Linked DNA regions of Gossypium hirsutum: region 2 is linked to region 1. The links are chromatin contacts, called in public Hi-C maps. All regions are on one chromosome and are shown on one strand. Each heading gives the region's core, a stretch centred on a gene start, on an enhancer-like site or on the middle of the called end of the contact. The rest is flanking DNA. Distances are from core to core; before and after follow the strand shown. Region 1 overlaps LOC107942334 (a long non-coding RNA gene). Region 2 holds the start of LOC107896562.

Region 1 (3,709 bases), core at 355-2,854:
TCTCCACATACTAACCATGGATGATTTTTATCTTGTCCTAGTTTCCGTAGCAAGTCCCAAGAAACACTCTTATCTTGAACATAAAGGGAGCCATAGAAACCTGTCAATATCCATTCTTCTTTATCATCACCCTCCTTAACCATGACATCAATATGATGTTTAGAAAAGCTCCTCAAAGTAACTGCGATATCACCTTTCCATGCTAGACTTAATCCACCTCTCGAACCTTCCGCTTTAACATCGATACCATTCAAAAAGCCCTAACCTCTCCTGACCATCTCCATCCGTTGCTTATCAACTTTTGTCTCCATTAAAAAGACCATATAGGGATTATGCTGCTTTAGAAAAAAATCGCAGCCTTCTTATTGTCCGTAGACTCCCCAATTCACAGACATTCCAACTAATGTGTTTCATGGCGTTCGGTCAACTTGCCAATTGGCAGCTGCCGATTTTGTACATTCAGAAAGATTATTCTCCTCCATGATCTCACGCATTACTTGAGGCCAAACTTCCCCGCCTTCCTCTAGACTTTCCTGTCTTGCTCTTTTAACTCCCTCTTCTTGTCCACCCTCCAAACATCAGATTACATAATCTTCTTCCATAAGTTTCCTCTTCCTTTTATTATTAACCTCTCTGCTTTGTGTCAAAGTAGCCATTGGACCAATTCTTCTCCATCTTTTCTTCTTAGATGAGCATGGCTCAATACCCAACTGATTTTTATTGTCCACCAGCTGGTCATCTTCCTTAGCTATTGATGTATCCTCCTGTTCCTTACCGTCCTCTTTACCATCCTTAATTAGCTTCATTATTTGTATCCCATTCATATTTATTCCTTCCTTCGTTATGCCTTCTGCCCTTCTCCAGAACCGGTTCTTCCTCTCCTATATACGAGTATTGAGTCCCTTCTCTCCTTAAAAGCGTTTTAAATTTCACGCACTCCTTCCCAATTAAATTAGATTCTGCTTTCAAAGCTAGTGTGAAGGGTGGATCATCACCTATTTTACTTATTTCTGTTGGGGTTAGCACTGAACATTTTTTAAAGCTATGCCTCATTCGTCCACACCCAAAGCAAAACATTGGTAAACTTTCGTACTTAAAAGAAATCCACAACTTAGTCATATTATTAATTGATACAAAAATACCTCGTCGAAGCGGCTTCTGTACATTTAAATTGATCCTAAGATGACACCTCACCATTGATCTCAGTTCTTATTAAACCTCCAAACGTGACTCCAATTGCATGCAATAGATCTTTTTTGTCGTACTCTGGTAAACACGCCCCTATTTTCGACCAGAAAGGAGAAGAAATAAGCCGAATCTGAGTTCTTTCTACTGGTTTAGATAATCTATTAAATAAAATAAGACTCTTACGGAAAAGCCATGGTCTCTCTTCCATTATTGACTCCAGATCCTCTTCAAGATCAAATTCAATTAAGAATAAATTCTGCCCTACCGTCTGAAACTCAAATTTCTTTCTTGTCTTCCATATACTCCTCATTTGTGCTTTAAAACTATCTTGATTATACAATTTTTCAGTCCAAATTGTGTAGATCAGATTTGGCCTCTCACTCAGCACCACCATCGATCCTTTGACTGAGAGTTGAAGGAGTTCTTCAGCTAGAAGCCCGATCTCATCTCTCCCTACCCCAACGTCACCACTACTTTCCTCCATCCTAAGCCGCAGATGTTACTGCTTTCTCCAGGACACTATAGGAAGCACTCTTGGCTGCTACGGTTTTTTTTAAAATCTTAATATTTGAAATGGTTGGAGTACTTTTTTTTTGTCAAAGTTTTGTATTAAGAATATTAAAATGTACAAACTATTTTTAAAAAATAAAAAAAATTTAAAAATATTTTTCAAAAACCAATTTTATGGAAATAAAGTGATGCTTAAAGTTGTTACATCCATTATGGGGATAGAAAAAAATTTCACCTATAAATTTTTATCTAAAAGATTAAGAAAATATTGTATAAAACTGTGATTCTATGTCATCAGGAAGATAAATCTAATTTGCTATTTTACTATTAAAAAGGGATAAGGACAACATAGAATCACGATTTTATACAATTTTAATTAATTTTTTCATTTTAATTTAAACAATCCCAATTAAATTGAAAACCATTACATTTTTATTTTGAAAATTAAGTGTGTAAAATATACTAAAAAAGTGCATAGGTTTTAAAAAGGTAATAATTTAATTATTAAAAATAAAATACGTAACAAACTTTATTTTAATTTTAAATTTGGATTGACATTGTTATAGTTTCGTCAATTAGAGAAATTTGTCAGAAATTAATGAAGAATCCATCCGGTTTAAGAAGTCTCCGCGTGAGAAAATTTGTTGTATGGGGCAGGCAGACCAAAGACACCAGCCAAAACCGCGTAGACCCCACCCCACTTTTTTTATTCAATCTAATATTTTAGAATTAATAAATAATATTAATACGAAACAATTAAATAATTAAAATATATGGCAAAAAAAACCCTAAAAAATGTAAAAAATTAATTCAGCTCCTTTATTAAATTCGCACCAGATTAAGTCAACTGATTTAATGACTTTCTCTAAATTGATACTTTTGTTGATTTTAATCTAATCAGTTTAACCGACTGATTTGGTCCAATTTAAAATTTTATGATTTTTTTATAATTTTTATTATTTTATATTAATTTTAATACTTTTTATAATTTTTATGATTTTTATAAAATTTAATATGTCTTTATAAAATTTTAAATATGCTTTATTAATTTTATAAATATTTTAGAATTTTATGTTTTTGATAAAATTTATATATTTTTTAATTTTTATAAGATTATATCAATTTTCATATTTTTTATAAAGATTTTCTGATGTTATTATTATTTTTATAAAAAATATTAGATTAAATCAGAAGTTGTCATGTGTCACTATTTAATTAATTTATTAATTTATTTTTACAGTTAATATGGTTAATGACGAAAACCGCTAACGGTATTAATTAATTATTTTAAATAGCAATAGTAGAGTTAATTGATTCTTTTGCATTTTTGTTAAGGATTCCATTTATATACAGTAAATTACTAATATTAAAATTAATTTTGATATAAAATATATGTGAGGAAGTTGGAAATTGTCATTAATTTGTTAGCGAGTGACGACAAGTGAAGTGAACACTGACAAAATTCAATAACGCCGCTCACATGATTTGCAGTTAGACCCTATAAAGCCATAATTTTATAGATTTAGTCCATATTCTTTAATTATATCATTCAAAGTCCTTACACTTTTCCAATTTTGAAATTTTAGTATTGACTCAAATGACAATCGTTAATCCATTAACTGAAACTTTAGTGAGTAATATGTGGAAATAACAAGCTAATTTAGTATTATACATATTATAATATGTTTGCCGTTTCATATTTTGGAAAATAGCATTATTTAACTTAATGAATTTAATAGTTACCATTTGGTGAGGACTAAAATTGTAAAATTTGAAAAATAAAAGGACTAAAAATGACCAAATTAAAATACAGAGACTAACTGTATAACTTTTGCAAAGTAAAGGGGCTATTAGCAGAATTTAACCAAAGTATTTCATATCCGAAATGCTAGGGTTGAATATTTCAATTGAAATAAAATGTCATTATGACATTTAAGAATAAAACAACTGTCAGAATATATGTGATTATATACCATTTATAATAATAACAACTTTATATAAAGTTCCCTAA
Region 2 (3,709 bases), core at 398-2,897, 120 kb after region 1:
GTCTCCTGAGTTGCAAGTATCTGTTGAACAAGGAAAGAGAACAATTAATCTCTCAAGGCATTTAGGTTCAATTGGAAAAACACAAAACCAGGGAGATAAGCAAGACAGACAAGGGACAACACTTCTGTTCCCAATTAGTTTAAAAAGAAACCTCAATCATATGTTAAAGTCTTCAGTTTATTTGCAATGCAAATAAATAGAAGGCAATAAGATGAATGAATAGTACTCCTTTTATACCAAGTATCTAAGAAAATTGTAACATTAAATTCACTCAAACATAACATTTACCTTTTTCGCTGCTTTGAATATGATCTTGGTGACCCTGAGAAGAAGAAGAAGAAGAAGAAGAAGAAGAAGAAGAAGAAAAAGAAACTTTTGTTAGCGATGGCTCCTACATATAATTAAAAATCTAGAGACAGTCAAAGACACAGACAATATTTTATCACTTACCTGAGCATATAGAGAAAGATGAAATTTTCTGGCTTCCTCCAAAAGAGACATCTCACCTTCAATACCTTTAGCAGTATCCACTAAATCAGTTGAACCAACAAGATGTACGAATCTGAGAAAGTACAAAGGGGGTAAGCGCATGCAGAACTAAAATGCCCCCCGATTCAGAGGTCCGACCCAGCTTGACTCCTGATTAATCAGGACCCTATCAGATGTAGGAGGACCTCTGACAAAAAAATGGAAAATGAGAAAAAGGAGAACCTGGTGAAAGTAGATTTAGTAAACCAGTGAGCATAGTTGAGATTGTTAGGAGGTTGGAGTTTGTAGTCAGCTTTGGAGCCTTGGGTGTACAAGTTTTGTAGGTCTGGTAAATGGGGCAAGAGCTTCTCCAGAACCCCAACTCCCACTTTTTCTACTTTGTTGTCACTACAACTATATGCCTCATACCTAATACATATAATTCAACATAGCAGAGAATGAGTATTCCATCGTAGATAAAAAGAGTAAGTGAGTTAGTGACATTGGAGATGCAGGTTGAACCTGTTTTCAGCAGGTAGGATCTGAATGGTGGCGTAATCTAAAGGCGAATCTCCATCCATCTCTTGAAATTCCTTTTTGGGTACCTAACAAAAACCAAAAATAGAAACAAAATGGTTAACGGAAATGGCGAAATCAGTCGCAACTCAGCTGCTGCATTATTGGATTCGGATCTGAAAGAGTTAAGAATGCACACCACCACTATATCTACAGCTACAAAGCTTTAGCTTTTTTGAAAGGGACACAAGCAATAAAATCAATCGCCTTTCAACTGCAACTTCACCTTGTACTAGTAGTAGTAGTAGCAGCAATTGAAAGCGCAATTTTAGTTCTGACACCCCCCAATAAAATGCAAAATTGGTGGTTTGATTTTGATTTGGTTTCCATGAAATAGAAATTAGAAAAATAAAAATAAATTTACCTTGTGAAAGTTGAAACAGAAACAAAATGACGCAGTGGCAGTGGCAGTGGCAGTGACAGAGCCTCCTCTCCTCTCCTCTCCTGAGAGTGTATGGAGATAGAATGTGAACTGAAATCTGAAAAAGTATCAAGAGACTGGAAAACCAGATGTATGGTTTCGTCATTGGTGTTGGATTTTCTGTGTTTTTTTTTAAAGAAAAATTGGATGAATTATTATTTATTTTAATTATCAATATATTAAATTAATTGAATATGTCGAAGTTAATTAGTTAAATAGGACTTTCCTGTTGACATACCAGTAAAAGTACTTGTATTTGGATGCATTTTTCGATAATTACACATTTTCATACTATTGTGAGGAAAATATGTTCAACTGGATTTTTTTATGTTTTTCTCCAAAAATGATTTATTTTTAAAAATTTTTAAAAAATCGATTTATTTCACCAATTAACTTCTTTTTCATATAACTAATAAAATATTATTATTAACAGTAATAATAATAATTGGAACGTAAATGGTGTTTTACCTTTAATTTTGTCTCTATCTGTCTAAAGATCCCCTATCAATAAAATTAAAGCGGTAGACCCACCGATTACTATTTATTAACTAATTTCTCATTTAATTTTAATTTTAATAAACAATTTAATTTCCTACTGAATTTTGGTCAACGGACCCAATTAATCGGCCAAAATATTGACTTCGACAAAATAAAATCCAGCTATGGGCTTATTATTTTTTATCTCCTTTTTTCCTTGAAAGGATTTTTCTTCTTCTTCTCCTTCTCTTTATTTTTATTTTTATTATCATATATTTATATTATAAATGAAATATATATTAAGAAAAATCAAATTTTAAAATAATATTGTAAAGGTCTTTCTTTATTTTAATATCTTTATTTTAATATCATTTAGAAAATAAACATATTCTTTAAAAAAATAAGTATTTATTTTGAGAAATTATACATTAAAAAACTCATATATATATAAACTATATTGTGATGAAGCCAAAAATAGATAATTTATTTTCTTTCTTTATTTTTAAATCTATTTGGTTTCTTCTCACATTCTAATATTTGTTTCTCAAGTCGAATAATTTGAATTTAAATTTTCTTTCATCTCCTTTTTCCGCTTGTATTTCTTATCATTTGGTATCAGAATGGAGGAAGGAGACAGAAGGAGGATCGAATTCAAGTTGTTTGACTAGATTTGATATGACATGAAAGGAGTCCAATTAAATCATTTGAAATATAAATCCTAACAAACTCAATCAATGACTCTAATCAAGAAAATAGTAGCAATATAAAATAAGAGTTTTACAATATTTTACCCAGACAATAATAAGAAAATAGTAGCAATATAATAACAAAATAACAACAAAACAACAACAGAAAAGAAAGTTTAGGTTGATTCAAACCGGACCCGACCAAAAATCCTACTTGAGGCATGATCCGTTTAAAAAACGAGCCTTATATTTTTGTGCAAGCCTATTTCGAGTCTATATTTTTACCTAAATTCTCTCAATTTTCAAGTCTAAACAGATGACTTAGCCTATAATCAAGTCCAAAAGGCAGGTAGAGGCCATGCCCTCTCCCTCCCAAAATAGAAAATTACAATTTTGTCCTCTTATAAATGTTAGATTATAAATAAATATATGATAAAATTATATTTTGAATCCACAAAAACAAAAAAAAATGTTTAGTCTCATTTAAATATGATGAAACTATAAATTAATATATAACAAAAATTATATTTTAAAAAATAAAAATTTATAATTCAATTTTAACTTCCTAAATTTTTTTTCTAGATTTTGCCCTAGTTATAATCTAGTATATATATATATTAGTTTTTTTCTTATTGCTGAAGGGAATTTTTAAGAAGATTTTTGTATTGTGATTTGAAATAACAAGTGTGTGGATGGTGAAAGGACCACATTGGGAACGTAAAGTGAACATGAAAAAAGAAAAAAAAAATTCAAAAATTCACGATTTGTAGTCATATGCTTATTCCTTATCCTCCTATCCTTACCTTTGCTCCACTGCTATTCCACCACTTCCTTTTCTTTTTGCTCTACTTTGCGTTGCTTATCATTCAAGTTTCCTAGGGGTTTCAAAACAACCTCCACCCCCCTGCCCTCTAATGCTTCACTTCAAAACAACTCAACCCAAATCAATACATTCATGCACGCATACATATACTAACATTTTTTCAATATTTCCTTGCAAGATATATCATGATCTCTTCAAAAAGTGAAAAGAGTTTAGTTAAAAATATAAGTTTAAAATTTATATTTGGACAATAAATAA

What was found. Hi-C and Micro-C count contacts between places; a contact is called where the count stands out from the background.
Region 2: a contact with region 1 is called in a Hi-C map of leaf, with 1.6 times the contacts expected there. The contact joins the promoter of LOC107896562 here to the enhancer-like site in region 1. A contact is called at or near these places in 7 of 34 Hi-C or Micro-C datasets (callus, hypocotyl, leaf and 1 more).

Annotation. Positions count from the first base shown.
Region 1 is chrA10:102,700,942-102,704,650 of Gossypium_hirsutum_v2.1, forward strand. LOC107942334 (a long non-coding RNA gene) reads left to right here. Exons shown (of 4, transcript XR_005902626.1): 4 at 1,537-1,816. Among protein-coding and RNA genes, the nearest start is that of LOC107942334, 5.8 kb to the left of the region's middle. Within about 2 kb of position 1,605, at least 4 of the 9 cell types and tissues checked have an H3K27ac peak or open chromatin away from gene starts, as enhancers often do.
Region 2 is chrA10:102,825,842-102,829,550 of Gossypium_hirsutum_v2.1, forward strand. It overlaps LOC107896562, which reads right to left and starts at 1,648. Exons shown (of 11, transcript XM_016821750.2): 1 at 1,409-1,648; 2 at 991-1,073; 3 at 712-897; 4 at 451-562; 5 at 289-322; 6 at 1-20. The coding sequence starts at 1,049.